Linked DNA regions of Anser cygnoides: region 2 is linked to region 1. Evidence: chromatin contacts called from public Hi-C data. All regions are on one chromosome and are shown on one strand. Each heading gives the region's core, a stretch centred on a gene start, on an enhancer-like site or on the middle of the called end of the contact. The rest is flanking DNA. Distances are from core to core; before and after follow the strand shown. Region 1 holds the start of SLC2A2 (solute carrier family 2 member 2). Region 2 holds the start of SEC62 (SEC62 homolog, preprotein translocation factor).

Evidence for each region. Hi-C and Micro-C count contacts between places; a contact is called where the count stands out from the background.
Region 2: a Hi-C map of liver shows a contact between it and region 1, with 2.5 times the contacts expected there. The contact joins the promoter of SEC62 here to the promoter of SLC2A2 in region 1. A contact is called at or near these places in 2 of 7 Hi-C or Micro-C datasets (both in liver).

What each region holds. Positions count from the first base shown.
Region 1 is chr9:22,008,454-22,014,235 of Taihu_goose_T2T_genome, forward strand. It overlaps SLC2A2 (solute carrier family 2 member 2), which reads left to right and starts at 2,841. Exons shown (of 11, transcript XM_048059337.2): 1 at 2,841-3,075; 2 at 3,601-3,696; 3 at 3,811-4,115; 4 at 4,900-5,024. The coding sequence starts at 3,043.
Region 2 is chr9:22,230,038-22,235,780 of Taihu_goose_T2T_genome, forward strand. It overlaps SEC62 (SEC62 homolog, preprotein translocation factor), which reads right to left and starts at 2,956. Exons shown (of 8, transcript XM_067002417.1): 1 at 2,800-2,956. The coding sequence starts at 2,835. LRRC31 (leucine rich repeat containing 31) reads left to right here and starts at 2,428. Exons shown (of 11, transcript XM_067002411.1): 1 at 2,428-2,570; 2 at 4,102-4,579.

The sequences.
Region 1 (5,782 bases), core at 1,591-4,090:
AGCAAGTCACCGGGCTCCAGTGGCTTCTCAGGGCTCTGAGCAGCGGTGCTGCTTTCCTGGAGGGGCTCAGGAAGCAGCGTTTTGGGGCAGGATGAGTACACAGGGGCCGGGGCATCCTGGAATAATGAGAAATAAAGTCAGTGTAATGTGAGATGCATTTGAGCCTGTTGCAGGTTTAAAGCGTTTCCAAACCTGTGTCAGAGCACGACTCAAGGCACGTTTCTCATTGCGAGGTGGTTTGGGGGTTGATATCACGCATGTGGGGACGGAAAGGGAACGCTCGAGGTGGCCCTAAACGTGCCCCTGGAGCCAGGCTGGTGGCTGGCTGAGGTTGTGGGGCTGCAGTTCTTGGGCTCACCCCTGGCCTCTCGGCCCCATGCAGCTGGTGCGGCGATTTGGGCACCGGGGCTGCGTAACGGGGGCAGCGCGAGCATGGCGAGGCCGGCAGGAGGCACCGTGCGGGCAGCACTCGCTGCCTCACTGCGAGACCCGGCAGAGTTTTGTTGGTTCAGAAATGAGGTGGCTGCTCAGGGAGCAGGATGCTGCCGCCACCGCTGCCACATCCCGGAGGTGTCTGCTGGCTGCCCACGTCCCCCTGCGGTGCTCTGACACTCTCTCCACCTCCAGACCCAGCCCAAGCGCTCGCCTTGCAAACTGCCACAGCCGCAGGTGATGTTATCTGGATGTGCCTGAAATCCTCCAGCGCGTAACGCTCTTGTGCAAACCTCCGGTGCGCCTCTCCCCATCGTGCTTTTATCTGGAAATCCACAGCCTTAGGAGCTGCGTCTTCCTGGTTTATTTTTTCTGCTTTGTTTGGTTTGCTTTTCACGTGAAAGCTGCCTCGGAATAAGCCAAAGACCACAGCAAGGGTGTGTCGGCCACCCCAGCCGCAGAGAAAGCCTCGCAGTCCGTGCTCTGAATTGCTTTCACTGATGTGAGAGCACGCTCAGCTGTTCAGCCTGACACAAACTTTAACCCAGGGCTTTTATCACATCCCATCGTGTTTGGCAGCACCACTAATTACAGTAGGCACGACATAGTAGGCAGCGGGGACGACGAAGTGGCGTGTTATCAGACGTGGTTCTTGCACCTTATTAATAAGCAATGCGCTGAGCAGCGGTGGGAGTGCTGCTGTTGGCAAATAACGCTGCGTGTGCCCAGCGTGCTGCGAGCGGACACACGAGCTTTTATCTGTGCATTTCGCGGGCCCAGTGCCCTCGTTCTCCGGCATCAGCCGACGCCGTTACTTCAGCGCTCAGAGGTGCAGCTCATTTTCCTCCTGCTCCTGCAGCTCCTGGGGCCGCCTTTCTTCCAGCACGGGCGGGCTGGGCTTGGGCACCTTGCGCCGGTAGCGGGAGCGCTGTGCGCCGGCAGGCGCTGAGCTGACAGCCCCGTGGGTTTGTGCGCTGCCCTGGGCTTTACACACTGGCCCTGGGTCTACACACCAGCTCTGGATTTATACAACAGCCCTGGGTTTACACACCGGCCCTGGGTTTGCACACCAACCAACCTTTCCCACCTGCAAGCCAGCCTTGAGCTGCCCCCTGCTAACCCGCGCAAGGCGACACGGCCACATCCAGAGCCCAGTTCAGAAAAACACACGGGCTGGGCTGTGACAGCGTCACCAGGAGCTAAACACGTGCGTTAATGGATTTAATTAAAGCTTTGCCCAGGGGCAAGTCTCTGGCGGCGGGCACCACAGCGCTGGGTACCCCAGCACCGCCCCGCTCTCTTTTTTTTGGTGTTTCCTGTCATCCACACCCCACCGGTGACCCTATCGCTTTCCTCACCTCACGCACCCCAAGCAGGGACGTGGGAGGGGGCTCAGCCCTGCAGTTTCCCGGGTCCCACAAAAGCTCGGCCCCTGCAGCCGGTGGGGCTGCAATCAATGCGCACAGGAATGCAGCGAACACTTTGCCCCGGGTTAAAGTTTTACTCTGAGACCAGAGCAAAGATTAGTGGTCTTTTTCTCCTCGTTTTTTTTTTTTTTTTCCTCTTCCTCCGTAGAAGGTGCATGTAGCGCCCATGTGAAGGCTGCCTGAGCGCCGTCGGTGACTCACTCGCCTTTCCTTGGCTGGCAGCTGTGAAAGCTCACCTGGGAGGCAGTGGAATTAATCACCTCCGGGGCTGAGTCAGGCCTTGGCGTGCCTCCGCTGGATGCTGCATCCATTGCCAGCTGATGATGGCAGTGCCCGCGCCCGAGACCAGCTCAGACCAGATTTTTGCATCGCTGTGCAAAGTTCGGCAAGTGCCCGCAGCAGGGCGGCGATACCCGACAGCATCGGCAGCACGGCGCACGAAAAGGGATGGCGTTGTGATGGTTTCTGGGCCGCTTTGCTGTGTTGTGTCCCCGTGCACGCCTACGGCACTCTCCTTCCCCGGCTGCCCGGGTGTACGGCTGCGCACCAGCAGGGCACGGCGGTGGCTGCAGGTCTGTGCCTGCGGAGAGAGACCCGCACGCATCTGGGTTTGCGTGTCCTCTGTGTGCACGTTATGCACGCACACAAAGCTATTTCAGAGCAGGTGCCAAGTGATGTTTAAATAAAGCACTCGTTTTCTAGCATCTTTGCTACACGTGCTGGAAAGGTTCCTTCTGGCTAAAGTTCAGCGAGGAGTTTGGGGGTTCGGCAAACGAATCCCCCGTGGAAGCCAAGACGGGTGCAGCACACCCAGAGCCCGGCTGCGGCACGTCCCCAAGCCCCCCGCACGCCACATCCCGGTGCCGCGGGGACGGCCAGAAATCAAAACTCAGCCTGCCGGCTGGATTTCCCAGGTCTCACCCCCTGTCTTCGGGGGGTGTCCCGTTCTTTCGTTTGTCCCCCCCCAAAATTTCAGGGGATTGGCAGTGACGGCTCTGGGCTGGTCAGACGGAGGATATAAGTGTTGGGAAGACGGGTTTCTCATTAACCCCGGAGGTGATATAGCCCCATCTCCCGCAGCACAAACCGCTTTGCTGCTCCCGCTGTCCCTCCTCCTGCACCGAGCCCTCGCCCCGCTCCGCAGCCCAGGACAGAGCCGGGAGGGCAGCGGAGGAGCCGAGGGATGGACAAGAAAAGCAAAATGCAAGCAGAGAAGGTAACCACGGCTCAGCACCGTCTGTGCACTGGAATTTCTGAGGGAAACCAGCACCCGGGGGTGGTATTTATTGCCCGCTAAGACCAAAACCAACAAAATTTTCCCCCTTAGTTATCTGGCCTGTGATGTTTGTGTACAGAGCAGGGGCAAAGGGGCCAAGGGATTATTTTCTGTTATTTTTAAGAACTTTGTCACCTTACGGGATAATTTCAACCGCGACGGAGGGAGAAGGTATTTGAAACGGGACTGCTGAAAAACAAAGTCTTGGCTGTTTTTTTTCCTAGCTGCTCTGCTCCAGCAGCGCTGCTGTGCCCCTTCCTGCTGCCGGCCCCCAGAAAGCCCCCAGGGACCAGCAGGGCGGTGGGCACGGGTCGCTGTATGTGGGGCAGCACCGCGTCCTGCCTGCCCCTGGGCTCTCCCTTCTCTTTGGGAGCCAGCTGGAGTGACCCCGAGGGCTCACCGGGATCCCGGGGGGGGGTCCTGGGGCAGGGCAGGGGCTGAGGCTGTTCTCTGCTCCCTCGGCAGCACCTCACGGGAACGCTGGTCCTCTCCGTCTTCACCGCGGTGCTGGGCTTCTTCCAGTACGGCTACAGCCTGGGCGTCATCAACGCGCCCCAGAAGGTAAGCGCCGAGCCGGGCTGCAGGGCTGGGGGCCTGGGTGTCACGAAAACACCCCAAAACACAGCCGGGGGGGGGGTTATAGACGTGAGCCGACGGCGTTTTTCCTCTTTGCAGGTGATAGAAGCCCACTACGCGCGCGTGCTGGGCATCGTCCCCCTGGACAGACAGGCCACCAACACCTCCGGGGAGGACGGCGCCATCCCCAGCACCATCCCCAGCACCATCCCCAGCACCATCCCCGGCACCGTCCCCGGCACAGAGGCTGGGGGCAGCGCTGAGGGGACGCTCGCGCCCCCCGAGGACCTCGCCGCCTCCCCGCACGTCCTCACCATGTACTGGTCCCTCTCCGTGTCCGTGTTCGCCATCGGCGGCATGGTCTCCTCCTTCACCGTGGGCTGGATCGGCGACCGGCTGGGGAGGTGAGAAGCAGCCCACCCCCCCCCGGTTTGAGGCATAAAGGGCATTTTTCAACCCCAATTTTTCCTGCGTGCCGGCCATGAGGCTCCGGTTTGCCCTCTAAAAAGGAGGCTGCAGCATTGCCCCACGCACCTGAGGGGGTCTCCATGGGGCGCCGGGGGGGGGTTGGAGGGCTGGGAGGCACCGGCTTCGTTTCCTCTGGTATTTATGGCTCTCTGTGAACGCAGAGCCCGGGGCTGGAAGTCGGCACCTGTCCTCCCTGCTCCCGAGCTCTCCCCAGGCAAGTCGCAGCACTCAAACCCCTCGCTAGGAATTTCAGACTTTAGGTAGAGTCGAAGCCTTTTTGTTTGTCTGTTTGTTTTTCTCCAGAAGATGGTTTCCTTCTTATAGAAATACCATTCATATTATTCTTCCTAATACAATGAAAAAAACCCTCAAACCTCCAAAATACCGCTCCAAACACCCCAGAGCTCTGGCTTACTAAAACCCTAAATTACCGGTCAGATGTTTTATTGCAACGCTTAGCGCCCAGAGCAGAAATCAACGAGCTGCCTTTACCGACTGCCTAATCCCACCTTTCTCTCTGTGGCAAAAAGCAAGAGGAAGGTATTTGGATAGGATTTCCCCCCGGCCCTATAGCGTGCTTTAGGCACCCCGACCGCCCCCCTGCTGCGTGTTCCCGTTGTCCTTTCCCCGTTGGCGCCGGCCGTCCCGCTGGCTCTGCCTTCCTGCGGCGGTGCCGGCGGGCTGGGGGGCGCAGGGACGAGCGGTGCCGCCTCCTTGCAGGGTGAAGGCCATGCTGGTGGTGAACGTCCTCTCCATCGTGGGCAACCTCCTCATGGGGCTGGCCAAATTCGGGCCGTCGCACATCCTCATCATCGCCGGGAGAGCGATCACGGGGCTGTACTGCGGTGAGTGCCCGCAGGGCAGGCTGTGACGCGAGGGTTTCTCACCTTTTGTAGCTTTTTTTTTTTTTTTTAAATATTTTTTTGAGTTCACGAGGGGTTTGGCAGGTGGCACTTTGCCTCTTCGCCCCGTGCCCGTCCTCCTCAACCCGGGACGTTCCCCAGGAGCACCTGGGTCAGCTCGGTCGCAAAATCGGCTCGGTTTACCTCGCGCCAGAAGGGAGCTGGGAGCAGCGCCTTAATGTCAAGGCTGGGTCTTGGTGGTGGCTGTCGTGCAGCGTGCTGTTAGTCACGCTGTTTGAAAGGTTCCCCGGACAACAGCACTATCTACAGCTGGGCTGCACTTAGTACAGGAGCTCCGCGGGTAGGGAGGAGAAGATATCGCGCAGATAATAGGGGATTATATCGGAATTAGCTCAGAAATACAGCTCGCTATCACTGTTGCTGGCATGTAAAGGCAGTCCTGCACTCTGACGGGTCAAGGAAAGACGGGAGAGAGCTCTTTGCTCCGTAATAACTGCTCCCAGCAGATCTCTGCTCCATGCTGGGCTGCCTGTGTTCACGTGCACAGCCCTCCTGGCCCCGCGGGAGGCAGGCAGGGCGGGAGGTGGGCTGTGGGACGTGGGACATGGGCTGTGGGACGCGGGATGTGGGACGTGGGACATGGGATGTGGGACGCGGGCTCCGTCCTCCCTCCCGGTTCGGGGAGAGGTTTCTGCTGACCGTGGAGCTGCCATCCCGGGGCGGTGACGCCTCGTGTGCTT
Region 2 (5,743 bases), core at 1,706-4,205, 220 kb after region 1:
CCAGTGATTCAAGAAGGGGAAAAAAAAGCCAACAACTGAGGTATGTTCTCCTGTTACCCCCAAACCTCAGTTTGCAGTTGAGGCGTTTGCCAAATCACTGCCTCAGAACGGTTTTCTCTATTTATAAAAGCGGTATTTATACACATTAGCATTTCGAGAGTGGAGGGCACAGCGCTAGGATGCTATGCGAGTGCCATTAATCGCAACGCAAATACAAACAAAACTTCACATGTGCAGAATAAAACCATGCACGATGGAATCTGGCCAAAGTAATTAAAACTTAATGCCGACTTAATAGTCCGAATGCAGACCTGCCAAAGTGCCACGTGTTACCCAACTGAATGCTCGTCAAAGCGACCAGCTCAAGATTTTGTGTTTAAGCGAGAGTTTCAGGACAGACTGTTTTTCCCAAGAGATGAAATAGCTTTCATCGGGCTGCTGGAGCAATAGGCATCCAAAGACATCCCCCATCTTTGAGAGGTATCTGTCTCAAGAAGAAATATTAAACTAGCCATCAGACAACATATGTTGTTTTCTTCTACTAAGTCCTTTATATACATCAAGCGTCGCTGATTTCAGAAGTTTGAATCACGTGGGAGCCCACTGGCTCTAGCAATCTGCTTCCCACAGAACAGGCTCTTTGCACTACTGCGTGCCTCCGTGTTAATTACAGTTAAATTACCATCAGGAATGACACCGAGAACTTAACCTACAAAAACGTCTTCACTCAGACTTTTGAAGTTAGGATTTCTGTAACTTCCGTCACTTTCACCTTGTTGCCAGAGGAAGAGTCGAAGCTCAGCAGTCCAGATTAGGCAACGTATTTTGTTATGAAAATGCATTCTGTACAATAAATCCTTCCTGGTATCACTTCCGATGGAAAAATAGGCTTGAGAGAATTTTGAGCTGCTTTATTGCACCTTTTTGCATGCCTCATCTCACGTTTAGCTTGTTGACCGAAGTACCACGATTCACGTCTTGATGGTAGATATAAAATTATTTCGAAGCCTGTTTTTGTACACTCAGTATTTGTGATTGAAGTCTACTCCATCAGCTTTTTCCACAGCTAAATATTGTCTCCTGCTACAGTCTTACTCTTGACAAGAAATTAGCGATGGGGTATTCAGATGTCAGACCCGCTCACAGCATGGTAAATAGCCTCTTCATTCGGGGGGTACACACCGCCCTAAAGTAAGTACTCACTTCTAAAGCACTTCAGACACCAACAAATAAACGCCCTGCTCTTCCTTTCAAAAGCAACTTGCAGTGTTATCCTGAAACATGATAAACATATTGTAGCTATGCCAAGAAAGTTCAAAAAGCTTAAAAAAAAGCAAAACAGAAAAATAAATATTGCTTTGTTCACTGACCAATTAAGAACACCCTCTGGGCATTCAACAATATTCTTTGTTCCGTGTCTTGTCTTCCCATTGTCGTTGGGACTACTAGGAGGCAATACGGACTTATCTGTACAACTGTACCACAAATTTAGGCCAGAATCCCAAACCTTCAGCATTAACACCTAGACACGGATGCAATCAGTAACAACCCAGGAAATCCTCCTATTGCTAGCAGGCTGGAAGTAAACATGTGCTTAAGTGCTTGCAAAACCAGAGCCCAGGGTATTATACAAAACATTAAATTACTTTCAATTTGGTTTTGATGGATGCTTTATTGGGCTACTGTCATCCTTCCTTGGTAAGGGACAGTCTGTGACAATCCTGGAGAGTGAATAATTCCATAATGCCCACCGTCTGTGATTGATAACTTATTTAACAAGATTCTGATTAATTACTCTTTGCATTTTTTCCCTTCACAGTAATTTGAATTAAAGGGAAACAGGAACCACTGCGAGTACTGACACATCTCCATCTTTCAGGAGAGGGGAAAGCGGGCCGGGAAGGGAAAGGAGCAGAAAGAAAGGGCAACGAAGCAGAAGGACGAAGTACAAAGCATCCATCTGTTGAATAGCTCTCTGATTTCCCTCGCAAGTGTCATCTCCACTCAGAGCACAGCCATAAAACCTACGCATTATTTAGCGTTAGGGTTAATAATACATACCAGGAACAGGCATTCTAGCACCCGATGGTGTAGCTATGCACAAAACCCGCATCGGGAACTCCACAGACCTCCCTAAGCCCAATTTTTTGGCGGCGCAGAGCCGCAGGTCGGTGTGACACCCAGCCCTCACCGCCTTCACCCACATCCCACGGCTCCCCCCGGGTCTCCACGCGGAGCCGGAGCCGCTCGGGTCCATCTTCTGACGCGGCTGGTTGCGTTTCTCTGAAAAGCAACAAATTTCCTTCCCCCACCACATCACCGCCCGGCCTGGGCGCTCTGGGCTTTGAGGGGCCCGGGGGGGGGGGGGCGGGGGCAGCTCCCGGCTCGGCTCCGCTGTGGGAGCCGGGGGGACCGGGACCGGGACGGGGACAAGGACCGGGACCGGGGCTCTCCCCTCGGTCCACCCGGACGCTCCCTTCCCGGCCCCAAACACCGCCACCGGCCGCTTGGCCCCGGCCCTGCCGAGCCCCTCACGGCGGCACCGTGGCGCTTTGCTAGAAAATTCCGAGGTAAAACCCCCCCCCTCACATCCCGGCCCGGGGCTTCACCGCCTCCCTTCTCCCCCCGAACACCCCCCCCCCCCCCCCCCCCCCCCATCCAGCGCCGTGAGGAGCCGCGGGGAGGCCTCGGGCCCGGGGCTCGGCCGCCCCTCCGCCGAGGCCGGGGCTCCGTGCGGGGGGCGAGGGGGGGCAGCGGCCGGCCGGGGCGGAGGCCGTGAGGCCGCCGGGGCTCGGCTACCTGGGTCCGCTTCCTGTGCCGCCGCCGCTCCGCCATGTTGTCCCCGTCCGCTCCGGCGGTGACGTGGGCCGGGCGGCGGAGCGGGGAGCGGGGGGCGTGGAGGCGGCGGGGGGGGGGGGAAGGAGGCTGCGGCCTCGCGAGAGGCGCCGGGGAGGCCGCGCCCCCTCGGCCCCTCACGGAGGAGGAGGCGGTGGTGGCGGGGGGCTCTCCTCAGCCGTCTTGCGGCCCCCTCGGCGGGGATGCTTGTGTCGTAGAAGCACAGAATCCCAGAATCGTTAGGGTTGGAAAAGAGCTTCGGGACCTCCAAGGTCCAACCGTCGCCCTCCCACCACCATCACCCCCTGAACCGTGTCCCCAAGCACCACGTCCAACCTCTCCGTGAACACCCCCAGGGACGGTGACTCCCCCGCCTCCCTGGTCAACCCGTCCCAACGCCTGGCTGCTCTTCCTGAGAGGAAATATCTCCTCATTTCCAACCTGAACCTCCCCTGGTTGTGACACCCCACCTGGTGCCCACAGGTGCCCCTCGGGCTGTGCCCATCGCCTTGCTGCATATCTTGGGGAGCCACAACCCATGCATTTAGGGTCAGTGCACCTAAAGAGCCAGTTAGGCCATGCGGACACCCAATGTGTCCAGCCTTTGTTAGGTGTTACCCATTTAAACACACCCCAGGTGCTCCGACCCTTGCATACAGCTCCAGAAGTACAAGTAGAGAGCATCCCATATAAAAGAAGATGGATTTTTGTCAGAGGTCGCCCCACATGCTTTTACTATTAGGTCACGAAGCTAGGAAAGCGTCTAATGGTTTATCCTGGCACCGTGTTTCCAGGCCGCGCCCTGGCACTTTGGGATGGAAAAGCGTGTGTGGAGCTGTATCATCTTGTCCAGCCCTCTCGCACCGTGTTGCCTCTTCCCGTTCCTGTGATTTCGGAGCCTCTTAGATTGAAAAGTGGGTAATTAAAAAGCCGAGATTGCTTCCAGTAGCATATTTGCCCCTGAATCACCATGCCAGAATTAGTGCTTTTTTTTTTTTTCTGGTGCAACGTCTTTCTCTTTTGAACGTTTTCCTCTTGCTGTTGCTGGGCAGAAAATCTATACAAGTTACAGATTAAGCTGGCTGACTGCAGAGTGAACTAGAGAAAGTATCATTCAGGAGAGGAAATCGTAAATATAGGGAATTAAAGTTTTTATGGTTACAATAAAGCAATCTCTCGTAAAATTTAGGTGAAATATACTTATTCAAAAATGTGTTTTTAAAACGGCAATCATTTTAACAGTTATTTAATGTGCTTACCTTTCAGTAACGTAAAAGCACATCTGAAACTGAGGATTTCTTGCAGAAGAACTTTTAGCCATCTACAACTTATGGCTTGCTAATAATAACAATCTTCCATTGGTGCCGAAACGATGGTTTGGCAACTGAAGCAACCAAGCATTAATGATCAGGACACAAGCACGAAGAATACAATTTGACAAATAAAACAATGAAAAGTGGCCTGTTGCTGTCATGATTTGCTGTCGGCAAACTGACCACCTCAAGCAGATCCGTGAGAAGGACTGAAGTACGGAAAGTGGGCCGGGGAACGTATCCTCCAGTGTGAGGCACTGGATAGAGAACTTACTATCACTGTGGAATGTGGAACCTACCAAGACTGAATCTTGCATGGGACAAGCTCATTGGTACTCACAAGTATGGCTGGAGAACAGGAGAGAAGCAACTGGCAGAATCTCAAGAAAACCAGGCAATGGAATTGGAGGTTCAAGCTGCTTGCCTTTAAGGTAGGTGTCCGTATTAACTGTGGGGCATGTTGGAAGAGGAGCATTTCAGAATTATGCAGTGAATTTACAGCCTCTTAAATGACAACTGCCGTTTTTATTAGAGTAAGGTTTCCAAATCATGAGCACTTAAATTACTGTTGTGAAGGATATTGCATGCAAGTGGAGTGGTTTCCTTTGTCAACTGAAGCAAAACCCACAGCATTTCATTAGCCTGTGTGTAATCAACTATGTTATCTAATATGGCAGCAGGGATGCTAGAAACTTAGTTTAAAAAAAAAAGATGCATTCATGAAACAACAAAAAAAATCACCTCTGGCTGGTGTGTAATAGATCCTTGTAGATAAAAGAAGTGCTCTGAGACATTTGCTTTGTTTTTACACTCTGCTTTTAGGTGTCCTTTATTGGCCTCTGAGGCAGAACACTGAGGCAAGCAGTGTTATGCTCTGCCTGGTATATATTTTCTTCTACCCTTACATTCACTTGTTCCTGGCAATTTACTGGCATGTGTGCTATTGGTAGTCCTGCTGTATTGGGTCAGTGTTGGTCAGGCTCGTAAGATGATGTGGTCTTACCACTGTGGCATAGTTGATATGCACCAGAAATGCAAGTCCAAGTGTCAGCAACTGAATTACTGCCAAGCATGTCACAAATTGTCTTTTGCGTCACGCTGCCTTCTGCAACACAGAAACAGAGGTAACACTAGAAGTTCGACCAAGCATCTGTTCTGCTGAACTAGCCATTCACTTTTATAAAGCTCTGGACCCATGGCTAATCCCTCTGGCTTTGGGGGAAGAGATGGGAAAACACGAATCAGAGCTACCTCAACTGTTATGCTGAGGGGAAGGAAGACGGGTGGGAGGGAAGGCAGGAAGGAGGGAAGAGTATCCACGGAGGGAGCTGAGGATAGATAAATTCCCAAACGATGCATTAGGAGCCATTTCCTAGAGCATCTATACATGATAGCATGCTGCAGGCTCTGGAGTGACTTCCCATTTTATCCAGTCAGCTTCAGCACTGAATATGTGTTCAAAATACAAAGAAGATGGGCCTCATACTGTACAGCAACACATACTTTCATGGCAGGTTTAGCTAACATCCACCCACAAACACGAGTCATTACTCAGAAGCACACTCCAGTGTAGACATATCCTGAGTCACTTCCAT